Regions from separate parts of the Mus musculus genome. Here region 2 is linked to region 1. Evidence: chromatin contacts called from public promoter capture Hi-C data. All regions are on one chromosome and are shown on one strand. The core of a region is the stretch at or near the end of the contact, and the rest is flanking DNA. Distances in the headings are between cores, read along the strand shown. Region 1 holds the start of Dbndd2 (dysbindin (dystrobrevin binding protein 1) domain containing 2). Region 2 holds the start of Trp53rka (transformation related protein 53 regulating kinase A).

Region 1 (5,278 bases), core at 1,592-4,091:
AAGACCAGGCTGGCCTTGAACTCAGACATTCCATTGTCTGCCTCCTGAGTGCTGGTGTGCACTACTATCCAGCCTGACTTTGATTCTTGAGAGTTTTTGTATGTCCATGTGTGTATTGTGCTTTGACCAATCCATGGACATAGGACGTAGAAAGTTGCTGTTGTGTGTGAAGCCATTAGTGTGAGAGACTGAATTGTCTCTGTCACTGTTTTGTCATCTGGATTCATGCAGACTTAGCCTGTTTGAGCCATAGCGAACCTTTAATGATTCATTAACAGTTTAGCTAACTAGTTCTTCTAATTCTTCTTACCTTTATGCATGGAGATTTCATAATCCCCCTCAGAAGTAAACCAGGGCCTACATTCTGTGTCTTCATGGAGGCGCCTATCCTTTGGAATTCACGTTCCTTAGTTACTTTGCAACCTTGATTCTCTGAGGGTTGACAAAAGCCATAAAGACTGCATAACAAATTTTAGAAATTGATGTTCTTCCCAGCTGCCTGCATCCCAGCTGGAAGCCAGAAGTATCAGCCATCTCTCCTTACTGATCTTTTCTACTCCCTCACCAGTCCATTCCTCGCCACCTGGAATCAATTTTTTGGATGACACAGTGTAGCCTGATGACTTAATTTAGGTTGGATATCGCCCTCTTCTAACCAGTCCTTGGTAAATATCTGGCAATAAAAGGGACAGACACCCTGATCTTTCATCAGCTTTGATTGAAGATAATATAGGGCTGGCTCAGTTGATTAATCCCAGTCAGTTAGAGTGAGCTCCTGCTCTACACTTTGCCCTGCTCTCCTGCACCTGACTAGCTTTAAAAAGCCTGCTTTCCAGAGTTGTTCTTCCTGAGATGAGTTTGAAAATGGGGCAGGGGTAGGAGATAGGGTGAGAGAGAGTCGGTGACCTTGGGAGCTAAGCTCCAGCCAATGTACGACATCCAGAGTTGGCCTCATTTCTATGGTATAAAATGAGACCAAGTATCTACTCTATCCATTAATGAGAAGTTAGACTCTAATTGCTATATTTCTTGAAAAACGAAACTTACAAAAGGATAAGAGAGCATGCTTGGAGCCGTGGTCACAGCCATCTCAGGAGGCGGCCTACCTTGGTTCCAGTTCCAGCCCTGTCACTGACTAGCTTAAAATTAAAACATCAATAGTTCCTCTACTGTAGCTCTGTTTCTGCGCCTGTAAAGTGGACATAATAACATTTACCTCAGAGGCACCGGTAACTCCCACAGAAGTGCCAACAGTCAGGGCCCCCTCCCATGCGTAAGTCCATAGTAGAATGCAGTCTTCCCCTTTCTCAGAACCCATCCCAACCAAGAGAGCTAAGGTTGATGGAGCATTTCCAGTGTGTCTCAAGTCCTACACTACGAGAGAGGGGTTAATTAGCCCTAGTTAGTAGGCAGGATCAAGAGTCAGAGAAGGGTTAGGAGCTGGTTAGGAGCTGCAGTGGTTTACAGCTCCCGAAGGGGTCTGGCTGTAATCTTAACCTCGGCATTCATTGCCTCCCACAGGCTAGTGCACCCTTCTGGATGAGTGAGAAGGGAGCGTGCTATGCTTACTTCACAGGGCTGTTCTCAGCCTAGCCATACAGAAGAGTCCATGCCTCAGGCATTGCTGGAGTACTGTCCCCCTGTGGGGAAACCCAGATGTGCGTGTTTCTCATACCCAAAACCCTTTGCACACACCCTCCCGCTTCCCTGCTTTTCAAGATCACTTGAAGCTGGGCATAGGGACACAGTCAGGAGGCAAAGGCAGGGGGATCTGGGTCCTCTTGGATTTTGAGGCTAACCTGGTCTACAGAGCAAGTACCAGGACAGCAGGGCTATGCAAAGAAACCTTGTGGGAAGGGGAGGGGAGGGGAGGGGAGGGGAGGGGAGGGGAGGGGAGGGGAAATGAGACTTAAAATACCAGAGCGTAGATTTTATTATAACAAAGGACATTAAAACATGAGACGTGTGCTCTCGAGCTGTCCTGTGTGCAGAATGTAGTTAGGCAAGAGAGGGCGCAGGAAACTCTGAAGGAGGCTACTACTGTGGGAGGCTGAGCCAGAGTGGGAACAGAAATGATGTGAAATGGAGGTGTATTTTAATGTGGGTCTCAAAGGGGAGGGAGATGACAAGGATGGTTTCCTGGTAGCTTGGCCCCGACACAGATTTCTAATGGAAACACACACACACACACACACACACACACACACACACCAGTCATGGCTCATCCTCACGCTGTATTCAGAGCCCAGACAAGGGCATGGGGAGGGAGGCGACAGAGCCTTCATCCAGGGGTTGCTATACTGGACACTCCTAGCCCTGGTTTGAGCCAGGAGACGCTGAAAGGGGGCTGTTTCCGACTGGGCCGCCCACCTACGCCTGGCTGGACGTCTGGCATCTCTAGAGCACCTCGAGGTGTTGGCTCCTTGCCGGCGTGTAGGGTGCGGCGCATCCCCTCCAGCCCTGACTCGCCCAGTGCGCTGACCCGTAGGGCGACGGCTCTGTGTGGTCCTTAGGCCAGCTGAGGGAATCCAAGGTCCATGCACTTGACTCGCTGGGCAGCAGCTGACCCTGCTTCCCCATCTCGCACCTTCTGGAGAAGTGTGCGCGTAACCGTGGCCAGGGTGATCGAGGTGCGGTGAGGCGGGCAGCGAGCGCGTGCGCGTGGTCGTTGCGTGGGCGCTGCTCTGGAGTCGGAGAGCATCAAGTGTGCGTGGGCCGGAGCCGGCGCGTGTGCCCGCAGCAGCTGTGCGCCGGGCGGGGGTGCCGCAAGTGCCTCGGGGTGCGCGCAGCCTCGCGCGGGCGGAGCGAGGAGGGATGCGTGCGGGAACTTTTCGCCTGCCCCGCAAGTCCGGGTCCCGGCGTTTAGAGGAGCTGTCCTCCGCCGCCAGCCCCGAGTGCCCGCCCCGCCCCCACTTCCGCCTCCCGCCTCTTCCTCGTTCCCGGCTCCCAGGGCCGCCGGTCCCCAGGGAACCCCGCAGGCTTAGCCCCACCCGGCCGGCGCTGCTCGCTCCCACGCCCCCGCCGCCGCTTGTCGGGAGCGCACCCAGGGAGCCAGCGGGGCGCGGGCGCTGCAGGTAGGGGGGAATGCGGGGTTGGGCTCAGGTGCGGCGAACTGGGCCCCCGCAGCACGGGAACTTGGGGTGCCCTCCTCCGCCCGCCCCGTCTTCGCCCACGCGCCAGTCCCCTTTTAGGGAATTCTTTGCCTCTTGCCTCCTCAGGCGCGGGTGGGGCCGGGACAGAGGGCGTTCGTTCTCCATTTCCCTGGTTCCTTCCCGGTGTCAGCCTCCCGTCTCCAAATCCCTACTCTTCCCAGTACCTATGGTCGTGTAAACAACTACCTAGCTCTGGGAATTGGCTCCGCAGCCCCCCTGTGGACAGTCCCTTCAGCCTGGTAAGACCACAACGTCAGGGGGAGGGGAAAAGAGAGGCGTCCGGGTGGCCCCGGGTCAGCGGCAGCTCCCTCGCGAGCTCGCCTCCCCTCTCCTCTCCGCAGACCGCCCCTGGGGCCCTGGGTATTTTTAGCGTTGTGACCTGGGCGGCAGCTCTAAGAGCCTTTCTGGAGTCCTCGTCTGCTGCTCCCTTCTCCCTTCTCTGGCAGCCACATCAGCTCCAGGCACTGACTTGGCCTTGCCTCTATCATTAGTTTCGGGTCCCTCCTGAGCTACCCCAGTACTCGAGGACCTGGCCACGCGCTGTGATTACACTGTGGCCAGCTGAGGTTTATTGGAGGATGACAGCGTGGTCCTCACCCTAGAGCTTCCCCTGTTCCCTGTGATGCATGGGTTCAGTAGTGTACCAGGAACGGGGATGAATGCACAGGGCTGGCCCCAGAGCTCTGGTGTCCTGCAAAACTCGGTATTGGCAATCTCGACACCTGGTCTGAACTGTACTCAGTCCCCACCCTTCTAGTTGGTACTTACTAACTTGGGAAATAAGCCAAACATGTGTGAGAGGAGGGGACAACTGTGAGAGTTCAGAGGACAGGTGCTCAGTTCTCTACAAACAGCCCTCCTTCACGAAGTATATTGTCAGATAGTGTTTGAGGTAGGTAGGATGATACCTTCAGGTGGGACCCCTGGGGCCAGAAAGAGGCAGAGGCAAGTCAGGAAGTTAGGTCTTTGCCCCCAGAGAAAGTGTTTGGAGGTGATGAGGATTGTGGTGGCGGTGGTGGTGGTAGTGGTGGTATGTGTGTGTTTTGGGGGACAGGAAGCATGGAGTATTATTGACTTAGCTATAGTCTTTGGGTTTTGTAAGGACTGGGAAGAACCAGAGGTATAGCGCCCTACACTTCATCCATCTCGCCCTGTTCTTCCCTGGCCTTCAGAGGGGAGCTGAGTCCATCAAATGGCCAGCTCCTTCCAGTCTCTCAGAGGGCATGTAGGCAGTTAGCCAGCATTGGCAGCCTTCATTAACGACAGGCTCTTGCGGTGCCTGGAACTGACATCCCCTTTGTGGAACCAGGGCCAGCCTCGCCTCGCGAAAGAGGCTGCTGAGGCCAGAGCTGTCCAGACTGGAAGCGAGGCTGTGCTGCTGGGATGCCAGCTGTCAAGGGGCTCCTTATGCCTAGGCCCCCACTGCGTTCTTTCTCATCCCCACATCTGTGCTTGCCTTACCCTATTCCCGCACAGGGGCTGACATGGACCCAAATCCGAGAGCAGCCCTGGAGCGCCAACAGCTGCGGCTCCGGGAGAGGCAGAAGTTCTTTGAGGACATTTTACAGCCAGAGACAGAGTTTGTCTTCCCCCTGTCCCATCTGCACCTGGAGTCACAAAGACGTAAGTTTCAATTTCTGAGGAATGGAATTGGGCTAGGTTGGGAAAGGTGTCCTTGTGGCTCTCAGATCTTGGGAACCAGCTCCCTTCCTGTTTTTGAGGCCCAATTTGGGGTCTTGCATGTACATGTGACCATCTCTCAGCTCTAGCCTGGTCTGTTTGCTCTCCTCCCTTGTGTGCAGCCCCCATAGGTAGCATCTCGTCTATGGAAGTGAATGTGGACACACTGGAGCAAGTGGAGTTTATTGATCTTGCGGATCAGGATGGAGCAGATGTGTTCTTGCCTTGTGAGGAGTCCTCGCCAGCTCCCCAGATGTCTGGTATGTCCTCTGCTTTGGAATCTGGGTACCATTTGGCCAGAGCTGGATATTTGGGCCAGAAAAGAAAGAGGTTGTAGGTCTGAGCCAGGGAAAAATCTTAAGTAGAAGTTGGAAGTATGTGTTTTTGCTAGAGAAACAGTTGGCTGCTCTCATTTAGGGAAGTTGACTCTAAGGGGCAACTGAGGT
Region 2 (5,278 bases), core at 1,146-3,645, 1.0 Mb after region 1:
AGTTGGTAGAGTGCTTGACTAGCAAGCCCAAGGCACCAAAGAAACCAGATGTGACAGCACACATCGATACTCCAACGGATACAGGAACACCAGAAGTTCAATGTTATCCTCAACTACATAGTTTGAAGCCAGCCCAGGCTACCCACCCAGCTCTGCCTAGAATAAACCTCATGTACATGAAGCCCCTGAGAACAGTGAGCCATGGATGGTGGTGGCCCAGCACGATCACAGACCACTTAACAACCCATGCTTTGCTGAGGGGTCCAGCCTCGTCTACATCATCCTTCACCGTGAGCCAGTTCACCACAGCTCCACTACCCGACCATGGACCGCTTTCGCCCTCTCAGGCGCACCTCATCTAACTTCTTCAGCACTGGACTGGACTTCTGGGTCGAGGCCCCGTAACTCTTCAGAAAGGCTTCAAACACGGTCTCGGTGTGGGGGTGCGTGCTGAGGAAGGCCTTCTCCAGGACATAGAGGTCGACGCCTTTATCTTCCGGCAGTCCTGAGACAAAGCTCAGCCCAAAGTCGATGAGCACGATGTGCAGCTGCGCCAGGGGCCGCCTCAGGAGCATGTTGGAGGTGGTGAGGTCCCCGTGAATGAGGTCTTGGTCGTGCATTCCGGCCAGAACCTGCCCCATCCTCCTGGCCAGGTCCAAGAGGCACTGGGGGTCCTTTTCAGTCTCCATAGTGGATTGGATATAATCCCGAACAGTCACCGAGTCTTCGATTTCTTCCATATATAAGCAGTTAGACGCATAGTCCACAAAGAAGACGACTGGGGCAGCTATCCCTGCAATGGACACACGTGGTTAGGGAACGCATCTTCATGAAGGCCAGCTTCATGCACAGGCAGACAGCTTTGGAACAGGGTTTAGACTACTGTGGAAAATGATACAATTTATCCAGAGCTTGCCCTGTTAAAGCCCTGCAGGACTACGGCCTGAGACCAGGCCAGGGTAAGTCTGGAAGTATCAAGGCTTGCTCCTCCTTTCTCAAGCCACCTGAGGACTGGAATTCATTGCTGCTCCCTAAAAACAAACAAAACAAGAAGCCAGAAGGAAAGCATCCTGCAGTCTGGGCAGTTTCTACCTGACAGTCACCAGGCAAGTGGCTAAGCAGGGTGTCACCTTACAGGCTCATCTGTGCTCTGGAACAGGCAGGTTCAGATCCCTTATTAGGCGTGAAACCTCAAGGTTCCCTTAGCTACTCTATGCCTCAGTCTCCACAACTGTAAAGTGGTAACAAAACCTCCAGTTAACACCAGGAGTCTCTCCTGAATGTCAACCAAGTTCAGAACAGTTTCCTAGAAACTGGGGTACCAAGGTAGCCCCCACCCATGTCTGATAAAACTTACAAAAGGTAAAGGAGAATATATGAACACTTCTTTATAACTCCATTGCCCCTCTAGGGCAGAAAAGCACAGGCCTGTTCACTTCTGCATTTCCCCTGGCTCCTGGCACCTATCAATGTCCTGGCAGTGGGCACCTAAAAACCATTAAAGAGAAAAATAGCAAAGGCTCGGTGGTTCTGGGCCACAGACAGGCTGCCTGGTAGCTGTGGAACCTCAGGCACTTCCCCTCTTTGAGTCTCATTTTCTCTGGAGTAATGTTGTTGTTGTTGTTGTTGTTTTGTGGGGGTGTGGATGTTTTTTAAAGAAAAGAATAACAATTTAATGAAATCAAACATTTACTGAACTATGTCAGCATAAGAACATGTGATGCATATGCCTTCTTTAATGACCACAATATCCCTGAGATTCCGGTGACATACAAGGTAACTGGGCTAGACGACTCGCTGAATGGCTACGAGGGAGACAATGCAGGGAGAATGTGAATCCACAGAGCCCGGCTCCTGCCACCCGCCTGTCAGGACACCTACTGCTTAAGACCACCAAATGGAGAGGGAAGGACGGTAAGCAGAAACAGAGAAATGAGAAACGGAGGGACCCGAGCGCTAAACAAGCCCCGCGAACCAAACAGAATGGCGTCCTGACTGTCGCCTTGAGTCCTTAAGCATTGCCATCTGATCCTGTCCCCTAGAAATCGGAGCCCCGTCTCTCACGTCCCACTGGTCTCCCGCAGCCCTGTCTGTCCCGTCTCCCGGAGCCCCGTCCGGCCCCCCTCACCCGCACGGCGGCAGCGGAGCAGCGCGCGCGCCTCCTGCACTGTCCGCCGCCGGCCGAGCCGCGCCTCCAGCTCCGGGTGCCGGTAGCTCTTCGGGAAGCGGTGCTTCACCACGGCCGCGCGGCCCTGGAAGCGGCCACGGAAGACGCGCGCCTCGGCGCCCTGCTGCACCAGCTCTAGGCCGCTCAGGAAGAGGCGGCTCCGCTCGCGCGCAGCGGCCAGCGCCTCGGCCTCCGCCTCCGAGGACGTGCCAGCCATGCCTCCGACTCCTTCCGACCCTGACCGCGCCGCTTCCGCTCGCTTCGGAAATCCTCCGGCCTCTTCCGCCATTAACACCGCCCCACACAACACACTTCACCCTGCTAGTTTGGTTCCGCCTCGCGACCTTTCCGCGCTCAGCGGAGCCTCTAGGACCTGTAGACTTGGCCCTTCCCTGTCTGTCTTCGTGAGCGCTCAGCAACTTTAGGCCAACAGCTTCTCACTCTTCATCACGGTGATGCTCCGGCTTTGGGACCTTTTTTTTTTTTTTTTTTTTTTTGAGACAGAGTCTCACGGTGTAGCTCAGATTAGCTTTGAACTCGTGTCCCACTTCAGTCTATGGAAACATGCTCTAAGCCGGGAAGGAGGCAGGGACTAGGCGAAGCTTTCTATCCGGAGACGCCACCTGATGCCTGGCACCAGCCTGTCAGCAGCCAGCACCATCCCTCTCAGATCCGGTATCTTCAACTACAGAATGAGGCTGCCTGGTTCTGCTAGGGTGAGGGCTTATCAGAATTAAGAGGCTGATTACGCGGTGCCGGTGGACAGGGCTCTCTTCACATGGCCTTTGACCCCCTTGTCCCTGCCCCACGCTCCTTGGGGCTCTGTTGAAAATACAGAAGAGAAGCCCTTGAGTCCCGGGTTGCTATGGCACCAGCATCTTGGCTCTGTGGTCCCTGGGTTTCGTTCATATTCATGGCAGGTCCCTTTTCATAATCAGACCCTTTGTGTGGGCAAAATGTGTTTTCCAGCAAAGCGCACCCAGAACCCGGTTCGTTTATATCCCCCAGTGCTCAAGTCTGTAGCTTCATTATCATAATTGTTTGTGTCCACCCAGCCGTCTCTATGGTAACCAAACCCATCTGAACCCTTGCCTTAGAAATCTAACTGTGCAAAGGTGCTGACCAAAGCCAGGCTTGCTAAGTCAGGCTGAGTTTAGCTCTTTAAAGCGGCTTCAAACCTTTCAGTGTCTCCCTACTGTGCTAAGAAGAAAGACCTAAACCTTAACTGGGCCCATGGACTCCTGCATCCCTTATAAACCCTCCCCTCTCCAGAATCCCCACCCATCCTCCATGATGCTCCCTCGGCACAGAGCCTTTGCACCTGCTATTTCCTCTGCAGGGAAATGTTTGTCCAGCTCCATATCACCTAGAGCTGCAGGTTATTCTCCACTGCAGGGTCACTTCCCCAGACAAGCCCTTCCTAGCCTCTATGAGGAGAGTGAGTTCAACTGTTATCAGCCCTGGTTTTCTACTTTCCAGACCTGTTTCAGATTCCCTTTGGTTTTGGCCGTTCAACTGCTTGATTGATGACCCACCCACCCCCCAACACACTTTACCCTGCTAGAGTGGTTCCCATCACACAGAGCCCCCCACCCTCCTGCTGTGTAGCTACTCACAAGGCAGGGATTGTATTGCTTCCATCTCTCCCTCAGCACCAAAGAGGTGGGTACTGGCCTAGAGTGTCTTAGGGATGGTGCATATGTGTGATCCCAACACTCAGAGGCTGTGCAGTGCTCAGATGCTCAGACAGGAGACTGCAAGCCTGATACTAAGTGAGACTGGGGGGTTGAGGGTAGGGACGTTTAGATTCAAATTTTGACCTTTTAAAAATATTTCATGAGTGTGTGTGTGTGTGAGACTTTTTTTAAACAACCAAATGGGGAAGTGGAATTGACAGTTTCTTGTCTACCTGAGTGCTGAAAAGGTCGTTAGAGATGTGGGTGGAAACCTTAAAGCACTGAATGAGTAAATGAGTTGACTGGAGAGATGAGAGACAGGCTGGTCCACAACTGGCCCCTGTAACTTGGCGGGAGAGCAGGAAGCTGGTGACTAAGGGTGGGTGGCAGGGACCCTCTTTATTTTGCTATTTCCAGGGGCAGGTAGTATAAAGTGCAAGTTTGACTGTAAAGTCATATATTCCAGGCTCCATCCCAAGAAATATCAGAAGGGAATTTGGTAGGGATTCCCGGCTACCGGTGAGAAGTGGGCTGGCCAGCTATGTTCCTCGAGAAACAGCAAGTGTTCTGCTGAGAACAAGAGCCAATGCAGAGAGCCAGTGTCTTCTATAATGGGGAGGGGTCCTAAGAATATGGAAATTTTATCCAGGAAGAGGGATGTCGATGGGCTAAAAGCCTGTAACAGAGTGACTGCCTCCAAGACAAGGGCTGTCACTAGCAATTGAGAGAGCTCACCTCACAGATAACGCTGTACATGTGGAGTTCCCAACTTGTGTGTTTCAGCCTTTCTAGAATTCTAACACTGCTGTGGTGGTTTGAATGAAATGACCTCCACAGGCTCATAGGGACTGGCGCTATTAGGAGGTGTGGCCTTGCTGGAATAGGTGTGGCCTTGTGGGAGGAAGTGTGTCACTGGGGGTGGATTTTGAGGTTTCATATGCTTAAGCCAGGCCCAGTGTCACTGTTCCTCCTGTTGCCTGCCAATGTGGAGATAGAGCTCTCAGCTACCTCTCCATGTCCATGTCTGCCTGAATGCCACCATGCTTCCTGCCATGACGATAATTGACTGAACCTTTGAACTGTAAGCCAGCCCCAATTAAATGTTTTCCTTTATAAGAGTTGTCACAGTCATGGTATCTATTCATAGCCATAAAACCCTAAGACATCTGCCAATAGCAAGACAGAGAAGCAGAGGATTTCTCTCTCCTGTTCTTGTCCAAACTGTAAGCAAACCTCTCTCTGCTCACCAATTCTTGACTCCGATGTTTTTGACAAAGTGTGGGACAAAGACCCTGAGACCCCTGGGTCACAGAGGTACTGCTTCCAACCCCCCATGGGGAGGGTCACACACACTGAGGTGACTGATGAGGGACCTCTGCCCTGGCCTAGAAGAAGAGCATGGACCAAGAATGTTTCCATATGGCACTGTGCTCTG

Evidence for each region. Promoter capture Hi-C pulls out the DNA fragments that hold promoters and counts their contacts.
Region 2: a contact with region 1 is called in a promoter capture Hi-C map of liver, with 3 times the contacts expected there. The contact joins the promoter of Trp53rka here to the promoter of Dbndd2 in region 1. A contact is called at or near these places in 2 of 39 promoter capture datasets (both in liver).

Annotation. Positions count from the first base shown.
Region 1 is chr2:164,483,614-164,488,891 of GRCm38.p6, forward strand. It overlaps Dbndd2 (dysbindin (dystrobrevin binding protein 1) domain containing 2), which reads left to right and starts at 2,842. Exons shown (of 4, transcript NM_026797.2): 1 at 2,842-3,074; 2 at 4,629-4,775; 3 at 4,955-5,092. The coding sequence starts at 4,637.
Region 2 is chr2:165,490,919-165,496,196 of GRCm38.p6, forward strand. Trp53rka (transformation related protein 53 regulating kinase A) reads right to left here and starts at 2,396. Exons shown (of 2, transcript NM_001007581.1): 1 at 2,129-2,396; 2 at 1-793. The coding sequence starts at 2,384. The coding sequence ends at 315.